Linked DNA regions of Mus musculus: regions 1, 2, 3, 5 and 6 are each linked to region 4. The links are chromatin contacts, called in public HiCAR-type and promoter capture Hi-C maps. All regions are on one chromosome and are shown on one strand. The core of a region is the stretch at or near the end of the contact, and the rest is flanking DNA. Distances in the headings are between cores, read along the strand shown.

The links. Promoter capture Hi-C pulls out the DNA fragments that hold promoters and counts their contacts. HiCAR-type assays count read pairs that join an accessible place to other places. Capture Hi-C pulls out chosen DNA fragments and counts their contacts.
Region 1: a promoter capture Hi-C map of embryonic stem cells shows a contact between it and region 4, with 2.3 times the contacts expected there. The contact joins the promoter of Dda1 here to the promoter of Atp13a1 in region 4. A contact is called at or near these places in 4 of 39 promoter capture datasets (embryonic stem cells, hippocampal neurons and liver) and 1 of 9 other capture datasets (liver).
Region 2: a contact with region 4 is called in a promoter capture Hi-C map of hippocampal neurons, with 2.6 times the contacts expected there. The contact joins the promoter of Jak3 here to the promoter of Atp13a1 in region 4. A contact is called at or near these places in 2 of 39 promoter capture datasets (hippocampal neurons and liver) and 1 of 9 other capture datasets (adipose tissue).
Region 3: a promoter capture Hi-C map of adipose tissue shows a contact between it and region 4, with 2.3 times the contacts expected there. The contact joins the promoter of Gtpbp3 here to the promoter of Atp13a1 in region 4. A contact is called at or near these places in 3 of 39 promoter capture datasets (hippocampal neurons and liver) and 2 of 9 other capture datasets (adipose tissue and liver).
Region 5: a promoter capture Hi-C map of liver shows a contact between it and region 4, with 4 times the contacts expected there. The contact joins the promoter of Arrdc2 here to the promoter of Atp13a1 in region 4. A contact is called at or near these places in 5 of 39 promoter capture datasets (cranial neural crest, erythroid cells, liver and 1 more) and 1 of 9 other capture datasets (adipose tissue).
Region 6: a HiCAR-type map of astrocytes shows a contact between it and region 4, with 4 times the contacts expected there. The contact joins the promoter of Mvb12a here to the promoter of Atp13a1 in region 4. A contact is called at or near these places in 3 of 39 promoter capture datasets (the SN4741 cell line and liver), 1 of 115 datasets of contacts at active chromatin or transcription factors (astrocytes) and 1 of 9 other capture datasets (liver).

The regions. Positions count from the first base shown.
Region 1 is chr8:71,467,931-71,470,993 of GRCm38.p6, forward strand. It overlaps Dda1 (DET1 and DDB1 associated 1), which reads left to right and starts at 1,264. Exons shown (of 5, transcript NM_025600.2): 1 at 1,264-1,395. The coding sequence starts at 1,393.
Region 2 is chr8:71,675,067-71,678,023 of GRCm38.p6, forward strand. Jak3 (Janus kinase 3) reads left to right here and starts at 1,317. Exons shown (of 25, transcript NM_010589.6): 1 at 1,317-1,517.
Region 3 is chr8:71,487,379-71,490,287 of GRCm38.p6, forward strand. Gtpbp3 (GTP binding protein 3) reads left to right here and starts at 1,350. Exons shown (of 9, transcript NM_032544.4): 1 at 1,350-1,462; 2 at 1,693-1,940; 3 at 2,050-2,136. The coding sequence starts at 1,410.
Region 4 is chr8:69,789,799-69,792,854 of GRCm38.p6, forward strand. It overlaps Atp13a1 (ATPase type 13A1), which reads left to right and starts at 1,365. Exons shown (of 26, transcript NM_133224.2): 1 at 1,365-1,843. The coding sequence starts at 1,457.
Region 5 is chr8:70,838,031-70,841,057 of GRCm38.p6, forward strand. It overlaps Arrdc2 (arrestin domain containing 2), which reads right to left and starts at 1,690. Exons shown (of 8, transcript NM_027560.1): 1 at 1,098-1,690; 2 at 949-1,015; 3 at 664-811. The coding sequence starts at 1,371.
Region 6 is chr8:71,541,112-71,544,183 of GRCm38.p6, forward strand. Mvb12a (multivesicular body subunit 12A) reads left to right here and starts at 1,819. Exons shown (of 9, transcript NM_028617.2): 1 at 1,819-1,946; 2 at 2,022-2,120; 3 at 2,276-2,372. The coding sequence starts at 1,863.

The sequences.
Region 1 (3,063 bases), core at 14-2,513, 1.7 Mb after region 4:
ACTTACATATAATAAATAAATCTTAAAAAAAAAAAAAAGCTGAGTGTTGCTGGTGTACACCTTTAATCCCAGCACTAGGTGGGGCAGAGGCAGGCAGATCTGTGAAATTGAGGCTAGCCTGGTCTTCAGAGTGCCAGGGCAGCCACAGTACAAGTAAAACCCTGGGTGCATGTGTGTCATTCCAGCACTCAGGAGGAGATAGCTACATCCTAAGGGAATTCCAGATCCAGCCTAGGCTACACAGACCTGTCTTAAAAACATGAAATTAGGAGGCTGGCCAGGTGGCTCAACTATAAAAAGCTCTTATCACCATGCCAGATGACCAGACCTTGATCCTGGACCACACAGGGTGGAAAGGACTCCCAAAAAGTAGCCCTCGTTACATGAAGACTGTTGTGTACACACACACACACACACTCATAATTCTTAAAATGTTATACAACTTTTTCTGAGACAAGGTATGCTGTGCTGGAAGTCTTGCTCTGTAGACCAGGCAGGCCTCAAATTCTGAGATCCATCACTTCTACCTCCTGTGTGTTGGGATTAAAGGAATGTGCCCCTACCCCCACATTTCCTCTCATGTATTTATTTGTTTGTTTGTTTGTTTAAAGACTTGTTTATGCATGCAGCGTTCTACCTACATGTATGCCTGCTGGCCAGAAGAGTGCACCAAACCTCATTATAGATGGTTAGCTGGGAATTGAACTCAGGACCTCTGGAAGAACAACCAGTGCTCTTAACCTTTGAGCCAATTCTCCAGCCCTACATTTTCTTAATAAGTCCATGTTAGCTCTACCTAAAATAACAAAAGCCTTACTTCTGCCATCCCAGGAATTCGGGTGGCTGAGGCAGGAGGATTGCTGCATGTTTAAAGTCAGCCTGTACTATGAGACCTCAAAAAAATGAACTGTAGGTTGAGATCCAGCATAGGAGGCTGTGAGTTGGATGAACTCATTACAATGAGCCTTCCAGGGACATCATAGAAAAGGTGGAGCAGCTCCTAGAAGGAGCAGAGCCCTGCCGCATCGCTGGCGACCTGTGAACTACAACTCCCAGGACGCATCGCGCGGGTCGCCACCCACGTCCGGATCTCAAGTTCTTACTTCCCAAGCCCCGGGCGGGGTTTGATCCTTCAACCGAACTCGACGACGAAGGCGGAGATGCAGAGACCAATTATAACGCGAACGAGCACCGGTCGGCCAATGGGAGCGCGTCGGGCGCGGCCGCCGTGAAGGGCGGGGCCACCACGCGGGCCAATGACGCGCGGTGCTGTCGCCATCGGAGTGAGCTGCGCGGCGGCTGGAAGTGGCTGTGCGGCGGCTACTGGGAAGGAGGCTGCGGCTGCGGCGGCGGCGGCGGCGGCGGCGGTCCGGGTGGCAGAAGACGCGGACGATGGTGAGCGCGGCCATGCGGCCTCCCTTACTGCCCGGCATGGCGCCATGGGGTCCCCCACTGTCTCTGAAGGCTCCCCGCCCTATCCCCCCCCACCAGCCCCGGCCCCGCCCCTCACGCTGACCTGTGACCTATGACCCTTCCCCCGATCCCTCCGAGGGCTGCCCATAGACCCCACTAGAGCTCTTTCTGCGAACCCTGACCCTAGGTATGCTTCCAGGCCCTGACAACTCATTCATTTCCGGGTCGCGACTGTCTCTTGTCTCCCCCTCCCGGAAATCGCTTGCGATGGGGTGGGGTCCCTTGAGACAGCCCCCCTCCCGCTCCGGGCTGTTCCTCGACATGGCTCCTCGGGTTCCGGGCGTTTGAGGTGCGGGTCTTGGTTCATCGTAGGGAGGGGGTTGTCACTGTCACATACAGGGCTTTGTCACTAAAGGAGGTGCGACATCGCGCCAGACCAGGTTCCCACCCCTTTCTCTCATCTCGAGCCCACACTTGTCCTTCTTCTTCCTTTTTGCAAAATGAGGGTGCCCACCCCTTAGGATGGGGTATCCACAGGGGCTAACACAGGCACCTGCCCACAGATGAGCTAAGGGACATTCTTCCCTCGCTGTCCCCCAGTCCTCAAGTGACGTGATTCCTGTAACCAGCTGGGAGTTCAAAACCTGCTCCGGGGTTGAGGCTTCCGTGGTTCTTTGGGATTGGGGTTCCCATCTGTGACCTGAGGCAGTGGCCATCCCTCACAGTTGGGCAATGATGAGTCCAGACCCCATATGCCAGCCCGCACCCTGGAGAATAGGTAGTGAACCCCACAGAAGAGTTTCTAGACAGGGAGAGTTGTGCTTTCCAGAGGCCTGTTCCACTTCCTCCCTACCCTCTCCCATCCCAGCCCTTTGGCCATCTTTAATTTACTTAGAATCAGGTTTTCAAAAAGGACACTTTGTGCGCTTTCTAACATATCAGGCATCCTTGAACCCCCCTGTGGTGAGTCTGTGCCTGGCTTCCTTTCATGGGCAGCACCCTGCTTTGTGACCTCATCCCCACCTGCTTAGCCCTTTCCTAGTGGCCACTTCCTCTGGTTCCCAAGTCCCTTCTGTCCCAGGACCTTTGCATCAGCTGCACCTCTGCCTGTGTGGCTTCCCTTGACCTCAAAGGCCCATGGGGGAGTTTACACCTATGTCTTGAGGCCTTATTAGCTCACAGGAGGAGGTTCTGTCTTCCTTTAGAAATGCAGACAGGTACACACTCATGCCTTAACCTGAGGGATCTCTGCTAGCCTTGCGCTCCCCCAGCCCCCATCTTGTTGCTTCCACCTCCCAAGTACTGGGGTGACAGCTGTGGGGGGCATAAGTAGAACAAGACAGTCTTCTGCATGGCTGCCCCAGACTTGCCTGGACCCCACACTAGCCTAGCTTTTGCTACCAAGCCACACATAACACCCTCTAGGCTAATGGACCCAGGTACCTTGGTTCTGGAGCCCCATGTCTATAGCAGTGCTCTGGCCTGGGGGTGTGGGGAGGGAACTTTGAAACCTGCACCCTGGGTGGTCTGGTGTGTTCCTTTTTTGAGCCAGAGCAGCCGATTAAAGGCGGAGAACAGAGACACTGAGGCTGCCTAGCCACGATCCAGGCCTGCAGAGGGGGTGGGCCATTGGCACAGCACCTCTGCATT
Region 2 (2,957 bases), core at 67-2,566, 1.9 Mb after region 4:
TTATTTTGCTGCTTCTTGCTTCTCACAAATATTGCTATGTTCCATGTGCTTTGAACTATTTGTAACAGAACCCAACAGTTGCCTTTTTCTTCTTTTCTTAAAATTTTTTTAAAATTTATTTTGTAAGACAAGGTTTAGTTGTATAGTCTGAGCTGGTCTGAAACTTTCTATGTGGACCAGGCTTGGCTCAGACTGGCAGCAATCCTCCTGCCTTGGCCTCCTGAGTGGTGGGATTGTCACACATGTGCTACAATGGCCTGTTGGTGTCTTCTTCGTGTCCTACATGGGTAGGGCCAGAGAAGGAGCTATGCTGGTGGCCAGTAACAACCCAGCCATACTCCTACCTCCATCCAGCTGTTTTACATGGCAACTGGGATGAAATCTCAGGTATTGGTGCTTATGCAAATGTTCCACCCCTGAGTCGTGTCCCCAGCCCCTCACTGGGGGATTCTAGGTAGGAGCTCCACCAGTGAGCTGTGTGGCACATATTGGTTTGTTCTGCCAGTCTTCTGCCTCATCGTCTGCATCACACCTGCTATCTCTTCACGTTTCCATTCCTGGCATCTGTTTCCTCACGTCATCCTCTCTCAGACAGAGGCCTGACCTGCTGTGTGTGGTGTTAAAGGACTTGTGGATGCTCTGGGTCCCAGGCACCCACCAGGAGGGGCATCTGAGAACAGAACTTGGCATGCTTTAGGGAAGCACAGCTGCACAGTTCTCTCCCCCAGGATCACTCTTAGTTCTACCCCATGCAGCAGACACTGCCACTGGCAACAGATGGGTAAACGGAGGCACCAGGGTGCATAGCCAGGGATGGAGGACTGGAGAACGGGCTCCTGCCATCACCATCTGAGGCCTAGGAGTTCTTTTCAGAATCCTCCAAGCTGTACCTGTGGGTTCCAGTGATGGAACTCAAGTCGATTTGTGTGGCGATAGCGTATACTCCTCAGCCTTCTAGCAAGCCTCATCTCATAGCTTTTGAGCAGAATAAAAGGCGAGGTTTTCAGAGGAAGTGGGGGCACGCCCAGCAAGCAGGTGGGCTTCCCAGGAGAAGGCCCCTCTTAGTTCATTAGGACTGGAGGCCCAGAGGTTTGGTTTTTTTCCGCCCGTAATTTTTTTTTTTAAACATTACGCAGTGTGTCTTTTAGGAGGTTAAAGGTTGGAGGCGGAGTGGAAACTGAAGCCTGAAATGTGTTCTAGCCGCAGCAAGTCCCTGCCCGGGCTGGCTCAGGTTGTTCCAAGGACATGCAAAGACAGGAGCCCGAGGCGGGGAGTGCTCTGTAAGCTCAGGTCCCCAGCAGCACCCCAGCCTTTCTGTCTCTGCACAGCTCCCACCCCAGAAGGGTGGCCTGCGGCACAGGTTTCTAGTCTCCCCCGGGCTTCCCGCCCCGCCCCGCCCCCAGGGCGCCCTGACTTTCCGTAAATGACGGCGGCCAGGAAGCTCAGGGGCCGCACAGGAAGGAGCAGGGACTTTCCTGTCGCAGCCTCGGCTGTCCTTTGCCTCGGCACAGCTGCAGGTAGGAGCGCGGGGCACAGGTTCAGGGCGCGGGTGTGCGGGCGCGGGAGCGGGAGCGGGGCGCTGCCTAGACACCGCATTGGCGGCTCAGCAGCGCGCATGCGCGGCGGGCTCCCCAACCCCACCCTCCCTGTTCTAGGAGTGGGGAAGTAAAGGGCCTGAACTTTCCATTTGGTATAATCTCATACTTCTTTAATATTCGTGTCCGCTTTGTTGTTTTATGTCTTATATTTTGAGGATGGCTCTCCGTCCGTAGCCCTGCTGGCTTAGAAGTCACTATGTAGCCCCAAACTCATAGCAATCCTCCTGCAGCCTTCCCAGGAGCAAAAGAACAGGGAAGACAATGTTGATGGTTTTATTTTTGTACACTTCTATAACATTTTAATCTGTTTTATTCTGCGTGTGTGTGCGTTGCACATGTTCCGAGGTCAGAGGAGTGGGTTCGCGCCTTCTAACATGTGGATCCTGGGGACCAGCAGGCTAGGTGGCAAGCGCGTCTTTACTCCCTAAGCCATGTTGGTCACCCTAATTTGTTTCTTGAGACAGGGTCTGACCTTGAACATATAATGACAGTTGTGTACCACCACCTCTGGTAATAGGTTAATGACTTCTTCAGTTCTCGATTTGAGACAGGGTTTCTCTGTGTAGCCCTGGAACTCACTCTGTAGCCCAGGTTGGCTTCCAACTCACAGAGATTCACATGCCTCTGACTCCAGAGTGCTGGGATTAAAGGCATGCACCACCACCACCGCCAAGCTAGATTTTTTTATTTTTTAAAATACAGTCTCATGCGCTGGCCTGGGACTTCTCTCTCTCTCTCTTTCTTTTTTCGAGACAGGGTTTCTCTATGTAGCCCTGGCTGTCCTGGAACTCACTTTGTAGACCAGGCTGGCCTCCAACTCAGAATCCACCTGCCTCTGCCTCCCAAGTGCTGGGATTAAAGACGTGTGCCACCACTGCCCTTCTTGGCCTTGGCCTTCTAATCTTCTGCCTCCCCCTCTGGAGTTTTCTGGTCAAAAGTGTGTGCTGCTATGCCTACTTTTGTTGTCTTATCATGGGAGGGGTGCACATGAAGAGGCCAGAGGGCAAATTTATGCAGTTAGCATACCCTTTTCACAGCTTTGTTTGGACTTGGTTGTGAGCCTTCTTCCTGGCCTTGAGGACTGGTCTGAGCAGCTGAAGGGCTGTTTCCTGCCTTTTCTCTCAGGCCCAGGCCCCACCCCTTGCCCTCAGCAGCTCTGAAGGGTGGGAAGTGTATTTTCACACAGGCCACTGCAGAGAACCTCCCTACTGTGAGGACCAAAGAGGAGCATAAAATAGATGTTGGACATGGGGTTAAATGGGCTGAAGAGAGACCAGAAAGGGTTGGGAGACAACATAGGTCCCTGTGCGCATATCTACAGATTTATGCACAGGACACCCATCACAGAAGCTTCTGGTT
Region 3 (2,909 bases), core at 100-2,599, 1.7 Mb after region 4:
CCCTGATCTCCCATGTTTTCCCACTTCAGAGTGGCCCACCCTGAAGTCCTGTGAGCACTTAGTAGGTAATGAGCACTTGCTCTAAACGTGTTAAGATGGAACCACGGGGGCCGGGCACTGGTGGCGCACGCTTTTAATCCCAGCACTTGGGAGGCAGAGGCAGGCGGATTTCTGAGTTCCAGGCCAGCCTGGTCTACAGAGTGAGTTCCAGGACAGCCAGGGCTACACAGAGAAACCCTGTCTCGAAAAAAACAAAACAAAAACAAACACACAAACAAACAAAAAAGATGGGACCACAGGAGATGGACAACGTCACTGTCCCTGTTTCACAGACTGAAAGTAGGGCAGATGGGAACCTGAGGGCTTTGAGACTATACTGTACCCGGCAGCACTAACTAAAGAGCGCCCGCCCGCACAAGTCGAGAACCAGAGAATTGGCAGTGCGAGGGCGCTCGCGAAGCCCCGCCCGCCCAGAACCTGGTATTCGAGCCTGCTCCTTCACCCCGCAGTTCAGTGCTGTCCCGGGTTAACCCGAAGTTAACTGGAGGCCCCAGGATGCCTATCCCGGAACACACATCGGACCTGCGGCCAACCGGGACCCCGAAGAGGGCGGGGAAGCCAGGGCTGGAGCTGGGCTGGAACCGCCAGAAAGGCTTCCTTGCCTGGGGATGGCGCCTGGCTAAAGATACTTGCCCAGGAGCTGCAGCTGGCAAAGATGGGGTAGCGGGGATCAGTGAAGAGACACAAGAAGGGCCAGGAAGAAACTTCCCAGAAGTTTGGACCAGATTTTCCCTGACCTAGGGCGTGGCTTCTCCCGGAACTCATCCCCTGCAGTCACTAAGATGCTTTGAGTTTTCTGTCTCTAACTGGGTGTAGAATACCCCGACCCCACCTCCCTCGTGATGGTGAAAGGACAACTTGCACAAGTCTGGTCTCCTTCACTAAGCTGATCCCGGGGATAGAACTCAGATTGTCAAGTTTGGCAGCAAGTGCCTTCTGCGCTGCCTTTCATGGACTTTACAGTCGGAGCGCACACATAGCTTCTTAGCTTCTCTAAGACTACGGAATGGGCACAAGGAAAAGAAGGGCTCGAACCACCGCTGAGATATATCCTGCATTTTCTTCCTCCCACTATTGTGTCAGATACCTGTTGCTCTAGGAACCGAAAACTTTGCTCTGTGTTTCCGCGGGACACTCTTGCGTTGTACACACCCGCATCCCAACTTCGTTTCCCTTGGATCAGCCAATAGGAATCAAAATCTATAGATAGAGGGCGGGACCTCCTATAGGCGATCCAATGGTAGTTGAGAGTCGTACCGCTAAGTCACACCGCAAAGGGGCAGGACTTTCTTCCCGAACTTGAAGCCCTGCGGGAGTGTCGGCCAAGGTGCTTGCAAAATTGGAAATCCATGTGGCGTGGGCTGAGCGCCCTGGTGACCCAGGCGGCGTGGGCGCCCCTCAGGTGAGTGGCACGGACCCGCTGTCACGCGCTAGACGTTGCTTTAGGACCCAGGTTTGCCCCTGAAGTTCCAGACCCCGTTCCTCCTCCCGCAGCTGCCGTGTCTTTCCAAGCCCATCGCCTGGCCACCGCTCGTACAGCTTGGGCATCAACGGGCGACCATCCCTCCGTCCATGTTCACCCCGAGGCTCGGGTTTCTGGATGCGCTTACTCGTTTCCTTTCCGATCTCCAGGCTGTGCGCACGCTGCAGCACCAGTGCAGAGTCCTTAGTCCCCAGCAGCACCATCTTCGCACTCAGCTCCGGCCAGGGACGCTGCGCCATCGCAGTGATCCGCACCAGCGGTCCAGCTAGCGGGCTCGCGCTCCGCAGCCTCACGGCGCTCCAGGAGCCGCCTCCTGCCCGCAGAGCCTGCCTGCGCCTTCTCCGCCACCCGTGCTCCGGGGAGCCACTGGACCGCTCACTCGTCCTCTGGTTCCCAGGTGAGGGGCCGGATCCGGGAGCCCACGGCGCTCGTGTCCGGGTCTCAGTCCCCTCCAGGAGTCAGCCCGGGTCGTGCCCATCCCCTAACTCTGCTTTTTTCCATACAAGGACCCCAGAGTTTCACGGGTGAGGATTGCGTGGAGTTTCACGTACACGGAGGTCCTGCGGTGGTCAGCGGTGTCTTGCAGGCATTGGGTGAGGCTCTGTTGAGTGGCACTGTTCCTGGGGGAGACTAAAAGGTATTGGAGATAGACTGCAAAACACATTGTCATTTGGGAGAAGAGATGTATCATATTAACCCAGGCCTTCTAGATGACTCTGCCAGTAAAGGTGATTGTTGCCAAATGTGAACCCGAGTGGTGAAAGGTGAGAATTGATTCCTGCAGGCTGTCTTTTGACTTCCTGGTGTCACACACACACGCAGAGACTTCAGCATGGGGAGGACTTTGAGGAAAGCTCAGACTCAAGTGCATGTTTGGTGGTAGTTGTTTGGAGGAAGTGCTAAGTCCTATTTAGGGAGTTGATGAGTAGCTGGTACGATGTACCAGCGTACAACCAGGCTTTCTGTGATTTCTGGGTGGTGGGGATAGGGAGGGTCTTGCCTTTTCAGAAAGAATTGTGTCACCTTTACTTAATGTGTGTTCATCCAACAAGTTTGCCACAGGAAGCCCCTGATGGCCAGCACTCTGTCAGTCTGGGGCCTGCGTGTGTAATCAGCACTGATGGGGAGGGGCAACTGCAGGTGACCTCAACAGCTTGCTGGCCTGGGTTCTAAGAGAGATATCTACATCCCCCAGATGGGGTGTGGTGGTCACACCCAGTAACTGACCACTGACCCATTAGGGTCCAGCCCAAAGAATCAGTGAGCTTCCTGTGATTCCTTACAGGATCAGGGGACTCTGACGAAGTTGTGTCACCTGAAAACCCACCTGGGGTTTGGTTTGTTGCTCTGCTGGCTGTTACCTGCC
Region 4 (3,056 bases), core at 115-2,614:
AAACTGCAAACCTAGAGTTCTCCGCCGTACTTGCAATGAACTTGCCTGCCTAATAACCTCGGGGAGAAGTGAGCCTGCTGCACCTGCTAAGGTTTCAGGAATTTCTTCAGCCTCTGAATTATTTCCTGAGTCTTAACGGACCTCTCTGTAGAGAGCAGGCTCAGAGGGCAAGAGCATTTGCTGCCAAGCCCAAGGACTGGAGACTAATCCCCTGGGGTGGGATAGAGTGAAGAGAAGCGAGGAGACAAGGCCTGCCTTTAGAACTTCCTTAGTCCTCTTATCAAACTTTCCTCCAGTCATTTCAACTGAGAGAAAATCACTATGCAACAGCAGGCTGCAGTCAGGGGGCTGTGTGAGTTTTTCTATTTGTTTGTTTTTACAAAGAATGAAACCCAGGATTTCAAGAATGCTGGGCAAGCACTCTAACACTGAACTAGCCAACACTTTTATTTTTTTTTTTAAGTCTGGAAAAAGTCTCCTTAAGTTCTCAGATGACCTTGAAGTTGTCATCTTCCTACTTCAGCTTTGCTTATACATGAGATGCCCTGCACTACCAAGCAAAATAACATTGAAAAAGAATAAAAATGATCTATATTGGATCTGGGTAGGGTGGCCAGCACTCGCGAGTCAAAGGCAGCGGCCACTATCAGCACTGGCTGCTCTTCCAGAGGATCTGTATTTAATTCCCAGAACTCACACTCACAACTAACTGTAACTCCAAATCCAGGATTCAGACACATTCTTTTTTTTTTTTTTTTACCCGCTCCCACCTCAGACGAATTCTTAGGGCCCCGTAGGAACTGCACAGCGCGCGCGCGCACACACACACACACACACACACAGAGACAGATACATACTTATATATTTTTAAATCTTCAAAACCTTCTTATGGCTGTGTTTAAATAACAGTACTTGTACAGAATAGTTGCATAAAGCATCATAGTATATTTCATAAGTACCTAATTTTCCATTTATGTTAATGTGACCTTGTGTACTTATTACCGTATGGCTTGCATGGAAAAGGCACCCTCAACCCTACCTTGCGAAAGCTCCGCCTCCTCCCAAACCCGCCCTCAAAAGGTCCCAAGTCCTAAAGTTTGTATCTTAGGGTAAGCTTTTCTCCTCCCCAAACGGAGGCTCTTTCCTAGATAGATGCCGGAAAAGTTGCTGAGAAGGGACGGGCTCTTCCGTTTCAGGGTCTCTTGCTGATGTCAATCCCGCCCTGCCCGTCTACATCTTTTGCGTTCTTAGTTCGCCACGGCCGACCTTAGCAAGCTGATTTGGACCTTTGGTACCTTCTTTGTCATGGCGGCGCCCTGAACAGACACTTGTGTTAACCCACCTAACGGTTTACCTAGGCGCTTCCTATTCCAAGGTGGCGCTCAGACCTTACCGGAAGTAATAGACCGGAAGTGGGGCGGTGCCTCTGCCGGAAGCCAGCGCAGCGCTGGGAAAGATGGCGGTGGTGGGCAACGCGGTTCCTTGCGGAGCCCGGCCTGGCGGGGCCCGGGACAACGGGTCTCCTCAGCCTGGGTCGCGATTGCGGCCGGGCCTAGCTGCCGGGCCAGCACTCATAGCGAACGGCGACGAACTGGTGGCCGCCGTGTGGCCGTACCGGCGGCTGGCGCTTCTGCGGCGCCTCACCGTGCTGCCGTTTGCCGGGCTGCTGTACCCAGCCTGGCTGGGCGCCGCCGCCAGCGGTTGCTGGGGATGGGGCAGCAGCTGGACCCAGATACCCGAGGCCGCGCTGCTGGCGCTCGCCACCATCTGCCTCGCGCACGCACTCACTGTCCTGTCGGGGCATTGGTCTGTGCACGCGCACTGCGCGCTCACCTGCACCCCGGTAAGTGCGCGCGCGCGCCCGACCCCGACCCGGACCGGGACCCAGGCACAATGGGGCCTAGCGGGGGTACCGGGCTGCCGCGGGCTTGCGAGTCTCCAATCTTAACAGCTCGATTCTCCAGCGGCGCCCCCTGTCCTATGGCTCAGGCCTACTTCTGACCCCGCTGTGACTCGCCATGCAGTTGTGGCTGGTTATTTTGATTCACAAGAAACACCTGGAACACACTTAGAGCAGGATCCATATGCTACTGTTAGTGTGAATTGTTCTCTTAGCTCCCATATGGTGTATTGTTCTTGGAACGGTTCCGCCTTGCTTCTCCGTCATCTCCTACCTTGGTTTTGGTTTTCTTTTCTTACTCTTTTTTTTTTTTTCCTGTAAGATAGGATCTCACTATGCAGCCTTGGGTCGTCTAGGACTCACTGAGAACCGCCTAGCTCTGCCTCCAGAGTTCTCGGGTTAAAAGCCTGTGTCACTATTTCTGGCTTCTACTCTTGTGTTGGTCTTTCTTTCTTTTTTTTTTTTTTAAGTGTTAGATTAGACCTGTGGGGTAATACCCCCAAATGTATGAAGCCAAGTCCTATGGCCCAGTGTTCAGCTTCTGTCTGTCCCTTGCTAGACCCAAAAGAGAGTGTAATTCATTCTGGTGCTGAAGATGGCCAGGAACTACTTGTAAGTGACTTAAAATAGCGTAGAGTCTCAAGTTATCGGTAAGGTATGGTTAAGATGAGGGCTTGTCAGAATGGTGCAGTGATTCTAAATTCAGAACTCTAAACATAGTGTCACTACAGGAAGCACTGACTTTAAGGTACTCTAGGTTGAGGGTAATACCCAGTGAGCACACTACAGATCACCAGATTTGAAGCCTGGCACACCAATATCTGTTCTGGGTAGGTCTTTAGAAAAGGGAGGCAGTGTCAGTGACTGAAGGAAATCCTGAGTACCCTCATATACACCCTCAATGGCTATGTGTGCGCATTGAATTCTTAGTACCAAGAGAAGGCATCCTGTTTCCTTCATTAATATTTATCCCTGAAGAGGGGCCCAAATTTCTGAGCTTGGCACCCAGGGTCAATAGATGGGTGTGTGTGTGTGTAAGCGCTTGCGCTCATGTGTGAGACATTCGGTCCCTAGCATTCTAGCTGTCCTTTGGACTGTAGCTGAGAACTTCCTTTTCTAGAAAGGAGGAGAGGGAAGAGCTAAGCAGCCTTGGGTG
Region 5 (3,027 bases), core at 440-2,939, 1.0 Mb after region 4:
TTGAAAAAAACAAAATAAGTAAATAAATAATAAAAACAAGACTAGATGTGGTGGCACCTATCTTTAGTCCCAGCAGGTATATTTCTATGGGCTTAGTTAGGGCCAGCCTGGTCTACTCAGTGAATCTCAGACCAGCCAGGATTACACAGAGAGAGACCTTTCTAAAATTAAAAAAAAAAAAAAAAGTCGGGCAGTGGTGGCACATGCCTTTAATTCCAGCACTTGGTAGGCAGAGGCAGGCAGATTTCTGAGTTCGAGGCCAGCCTTATCTACAAAGTGAGTTCCAGGACATCCAGGGCTATACAGAGAAACCCTGTTTCAAAAAAACCAAAACAAAACAAAACAAAAAACAAAAACAAACAAGAAAAGAAAAAGAAATAAAGCAAAACCCAAAACCAGTAAAGACAAAAGCAAACACAAAAACAAAAATAGCCCTATCATATCCTGCTTTCCAAATGGGGTATCTGAGGCTGGGAAAGAGCAAGATACCTTCCCAGAGGCACACAGCAGGTGAGCACCCTCAGAATTTGCACTTACCTATAGTGGGTTTTAAACTCACCACTAACTCCTGGCTCCCTGTTACAGAGGTCATTTGAGACCCTCAAATCTAAAAGGTGTCAAGCAGCCAGGCTGGACCCCAACCCCCATGGGGCAGCCACTTGCCAGCAGGGCAGGTGTGTTTATGTCCACAGGTTCAATGACAGTGAACACCTTCCGGGCGCAGCGTGCAGGGACCCATGGCCGGTGCAGAGTGGCTTTGATGGAATAGCGGACGCTGCCGTGTTTGCCCTCGAAGGATGTCACCAGGGAGCTGGGGTGGCAAGAGTGGGTAATCAGAGGATCACTATCAGGAGATAGTGGGGTGAAGGGCATACAAGAGGGATGTCCCGAGAAGTCAGGGCTGAGGGAACCCTAGATGCCCAGCCAGAAGGCGACAGTGGGGCTTACATAGGCAGCTGGAAGCTGAAGGGAAACTCGTGGCGTCCAGCGGGAAGCGTGGCGATATCCCCCGAGTCTAGGAACAAGACCCGGGGCTCAGCGGACGTAGGCCTGGGAATCGCATGCTCGGTGCGCCCCAAAAGGTCCCCAGCCCGTACCTGGCGCGAGCAGCGTGGCGCGGTGGTTCACGACTTCCACGCGCTCGCTGTAACTCTGAGTATAAGCAGTGCTGGAGCCCGCGCTGCGCGACTCCGTCCAGTGCGCGCGCGCGCGGCCCCGAGCGCGCAGCCTGAGCGCGCCCACGCGTGCCGCGCCCGCAAGCTCCAACAGTACCCGGCCTGCCACGGCCTGGCCTCCGTGGAACACGGGCTCGGTGCCCGTGCGCGCCCCGTCTATCTCTACTACGAACGCCTTCACCTTATCGAACAGCATTGCGGTGACGGTCGCGAACCCAAAAAAGAGATCGGCCAGGTGCTCGAACCCGCGAAAAGAAAGAGCTAGAGACTGCGAACGCAGCGGGCTCGAACTACGTACACACACAAGCGGGACAACAGGACGGAAGACCGCTGGGGACCCGCAGCTGCGTCGCACTTATAGGACGGTTGGAGGGCGGGGCCTGAGGAGAAGACCGCACCTACCGGAAGAGACTCCGCAAACACAGCAGTAGGGAACGGGACCCCAGAAAAGACTAGGCCAATAGCGCGGCGAAGGAATGGCCTGAGGAGAAAGCCACACCTTCAGGAGAAGACTCCACCAATAGCGCGCTGAGGAGGCGGGGCCTGAAAAAGCCTGGTTCTGCTGAGAGAATTAGGCCAAAGGCTCCACGAGGGCGGTGGCCTGATAGAAAGCTCCCCCCCCTACAAGGGACCAGGCCAATAGCGTGTGAAGGGCGTGGTCTGAGGGGGCAAAATCAGCTCCTGCGAGAAAGTCAGTAGCATCGAGGGGCGGGGCGGGGCGGGGCGTTAGAGAAAGCCTCGCCTACCGGAAAGAACTTCACCAATAGCGCGGTGGGGCGTGGCCTCACGAGGCTCCAGACAAAATAACCCTTGCTTGGTTCTGAACCGGAGCCTAAGTGGGAGGTGCTGCAGCGCGGCTCTGCCGCCTTAGGTCTCGCAAATACACAAACAAGGAAGCCCAGGAATAGGGAAACTGGTCTTAGTCACCCAGCGTGACAACTGTCACTATTTTTTTTTTCTGTTGCTTTTTGAGACGGGTTCTCATGTAGCCCAAACTTACCTGGGACTTGAGACAGTCCCCCTGCTTCTGTTTACAAGATTGGCCAGTAGTTTTGTGTTCCCTTGGCTAGTCTGGAACTCACTGTGTAGACCAGGCTGGCCTTGAACTCATAGAGGCGAGGTTGCCACTGCTTCCCGAGTGCTGGAATTAAAGCTCAAATCGGATTTCTGAACCCGAAAGCTTTATTTTCTTCTGAGGCCAAGTCTCACATAGCCTCCAATGCATCTCGTACTCTAACCAAGCCCGATGTTGAATTTGCCATCCTCCACCAGTCTTCCAGAGCTGACTTGATAGGCGTTTGCCTTAGTACCTGACTGTTTCTTAAACTTAAAAAAAAAAAGATTTATTTATTTGTATATGTATATGAGTACACTGTAGCTGTCTTCAGACACACCAGAAGAGAGCCATTACAGATGGCTGTGAGCCACTGTGTGGTTCCTGGGAATTGAACTCAGGATCTCTGGAAGAGCAGTCTGTGCTCTTAGCCACTGAGCCATCTCTCCTGCCCGGCCTGGCTTTTTCTTATGTTTTCAGACAGGATCTCACACTGTAACCCAGGCTGCCCGGGAACTCAAGGCAATGGAACTCCGGTGTCAGCCTCTTAGATGCTGGGTTCGCAGGTGTGTCCACTAGGCCAGAACCTCCCAGCTTAATCATCAACTCGCTGCCGCCTGCAGACCTATCTGGGGCACCTTTTTTCAGGCCCATTGTTTCCGGCGATGCGAATTGGTGGGGACAGGGAAGTGTTGGTCCTTTCCCCCCCCCCCCGCATTGGGCACCCCCATTCAACCTAAAGGACCCTGGCAAGGGACAAGGAGGATGTGCCTCAATTTCCACTTCCATAAGGCCTAG
Region 6 (3,072 bases), core at 569-3,068, 1.8 Mb after region 4:
CATGCTGATTCCAGAGGAGACTGGATTCCCAGGAGTCAGGGGACCCAACTTTGGCCTCCTACATCCTACACTGTGATTTCCCACCCCCAGAGCAGTGTATTGTTGCTTCCCTCCAGCCCAGCATCGGATAGCAGCTCAGGGCAAACGCAGTCTAGCATCTCTGTATTCCACCTGCCCAAGAAAAATTTTCACATCCCAACTGTGGGGTTGGGCAAAACTCAGAACCCCAGGATTAGGGTGTATGATGTGAGATTCACAAAGAATCAAAACAAAATTTAAAAATAGTAACAAATACATAAATGAGAATATACCCCAGGGTGTGGGTCGGACCCTGCAGGGGAGTGCTAAAGTAGTACTCGTGGGTGGAAGCTCCACATTCCACCTGCAGGCCCATAGGAAAGAGGGTCCCTCACTCTAAAAGAACCATAAAGCTTACAGAGGCAGGTAGATCTCTGTGAGTTGCAGGCTAGCCTAGTCTACATAGTGAGTTCTAGGCTATCCAGGGCTACCTGAGAGACCCTGCCTCAAAAACCAACCGACCAAAACAAACAAAAATAACCAGAACAACAACGAAACCCCTAGCTTGCTAGTGAACTGGCCTCCAGGGCGATATTATTTGTTATTTAAGTCAACAGCTGCATAGCCACAATGATCTCTTTGGTCAAAATCCTAGAACAGAAAGTGTTTCAAACTTCTTCTTTCTACTCTATTTTTTTCTTTTTTTGGTTCATTTCCTTTTTGCTAGTATTTAAAGTATTTTTTTTGTTTTGTTGGGGTTTGTTTGTTGTCTGTTTGTTTAAAGCAGGGTATCCTGTAGCCCAGGTAGACCTCGAATTCCTGCAATAGAAATGATTAAGGCATCACTTTCTTGTTCTGACTGACTTGTGTCTGCCTAGACACTCTCAGTCTCCCACGCACTAATAGCCACACCTGTCTTGGCAACAGTCTGGGGACTATCCTTGTCCCTGACCATGTCTAGATGTATTAACGACAATGTTTGTGTTAGCTAAAACCTAAACCTAAAATAACTACAGGAAGTGTAAATCATAAATAATTGTCTTGTGTCTGGAAAATACTGCAATCTCTGCAAAAAAGACGGATGTTACAAGGTTACTCAAGACCCTGATAATGATACAATTGTGGTTCTTAAGTGTTTTGCTTTTAAAAATGCTGTACCCCTAAGCTCTGGCTACTCTACATGTGGCTATTATTAAAGGACTCGTGTAGGTTTTTTTGTTTGTTTGTTTGTTTGTTTGGTGTTTTTGGTGTTTTCGAGACAGGGTTTCTCTGTGTAGCCTTGGCTGTCCTGGAACTCACTCTGTAGACCAGGCTGGCCTTGAACTCAGAAATCTGCCTGCCTCTGCCTCCCAAGTGTTGGGATTAAAGGCGTGCGCCACCATGCCCGGCTACTCGTTTAGTTTTAATTGGCTTAATTAGACTGGTTATCAGTCTAACTATCTCGTATGGTTTTTTCACCATCTTGTATGCGCCTCTTTAAGTCCCTGAAATGACAGGCTATATCTACCAGGCCTCCTCTCCAGACCAGTTAAGTTTCCTTGCAGAAGGCAGGAGTCACAGGGTGATGCCGCACAGCATTCTGGGGAATGTAGTCCCGTCCGGAAAGTGAACGCCCCCTCCGCACACTGGGTAGTGATTTAGGGGCGGGAGTTCTAATCTTTTTTCCGCAAACGTATCTTAAGCGTCCAGAGGGCGGGTCTCCACGGTTACTTTGGACTGGTCAGCAGTGCTTGCGCATGCGTACTAGCTGCTTTGCGGAGCACTTTCAAAGGTGTTCTGGGAGTTGTAGTCCGAGGTTCCGGTCCCTCCGAGGGCTGTAGCTGCCTTCTGAGCTCCCAGGAAGGATGGATCCCGGGACGGACTCGGCGCCGCTTGCTGGCTTGGTTTGGTCGTCGGCCTCGGCGCCGCCGCCGCCGGGTTTCAGCGCGGTAAGTGGGAGCGCGCAAGGGTTGCGGGGACGGGCCAGGAAGGGGACGAAGTCCGATGACCTGTGCGTCCCGCAGATCACCTGCACCGTGGAGGGCGGGACGGCCAGCTTCGGCCGAGGCTTCGCGCAGAAAGCCGGCTACTTCCTGTGCCTGAGCACGCTGGGCATCCCGGAGGTGAGCACGGGTGGCCTGAGCCTGAGTTTGCCCCGCCCCTCGCCCTGCCATCCTCGACCCTTCTCCAACTCTCTCCCACCCTTACTGCTCATACCGTTGACCTTTCCCCTCCCCTCTGACTGCCCCCTTCCACCTGCCCCCTCTCGTGCTCCCAGAACCCTCAGGACAATGTGGTAGTGGACATGCAGATCGTGATGGACAAGGGCCCACTGCCGTCAGGCTTCTCTGCAGTCAACGACCCTCAGGATATCAGTAAGATCCGTGGGCACGGGAGAGCGGCAGGCACAGGGAACGGCTGCTAGTGTATGTTTGGAATAGGACTTAGCTGAGCAGGAAGGCACAACCTGTAAATGCAGAGCTCCGGAAGCTGAGGCAGGAGGATGGTGGCGAGTTCAAGGCCAGCCTAGGCTACAGAGTGAGGCCTTTATCTCAACCCACTACTCCAGAATTAAATAGTTGACACATACCTGTCTTAGCATTCAGGCTGAGGCAGCTTTGTATCCAGCCTGGGCTACAGAATGAGACCTTGCCTCAGCTCTTCCTAAGAATTTGAGCATAGTGGGGCATACCTGTCACTACATGAAACCCCGCCCCTAAACAAACAACAACCACCCCAGATGTCTTTGGCATACCCACCCTCTTCCTCACTGCCACTGGTCCCTGCTGCTTGTCCTCTGCTTCTGTGGCGGAGTGAGTCCTCCTGGCCATTCTCTTTTCCTTTCCAGGCTCTTGCACTGCGAGTCCACCTGGAACTGGCTTCCCCTGTTCTCTGCATAGCTCAGCCTCCCCTCTCCCTTCTCCCCTGCCTGACCCAGCTGCCCGCCTCCCCGATGGTGCTTGGTTCTCTCGGTGTCTTTAGTGACCGCTGGCAGGCTGCCGTGCAGAGGGTCAGGTCAGTGTGCAGACAGAGGAGGCGTCCACAAATTCTCCTATCCTCCTTTTGCAGCTGTCT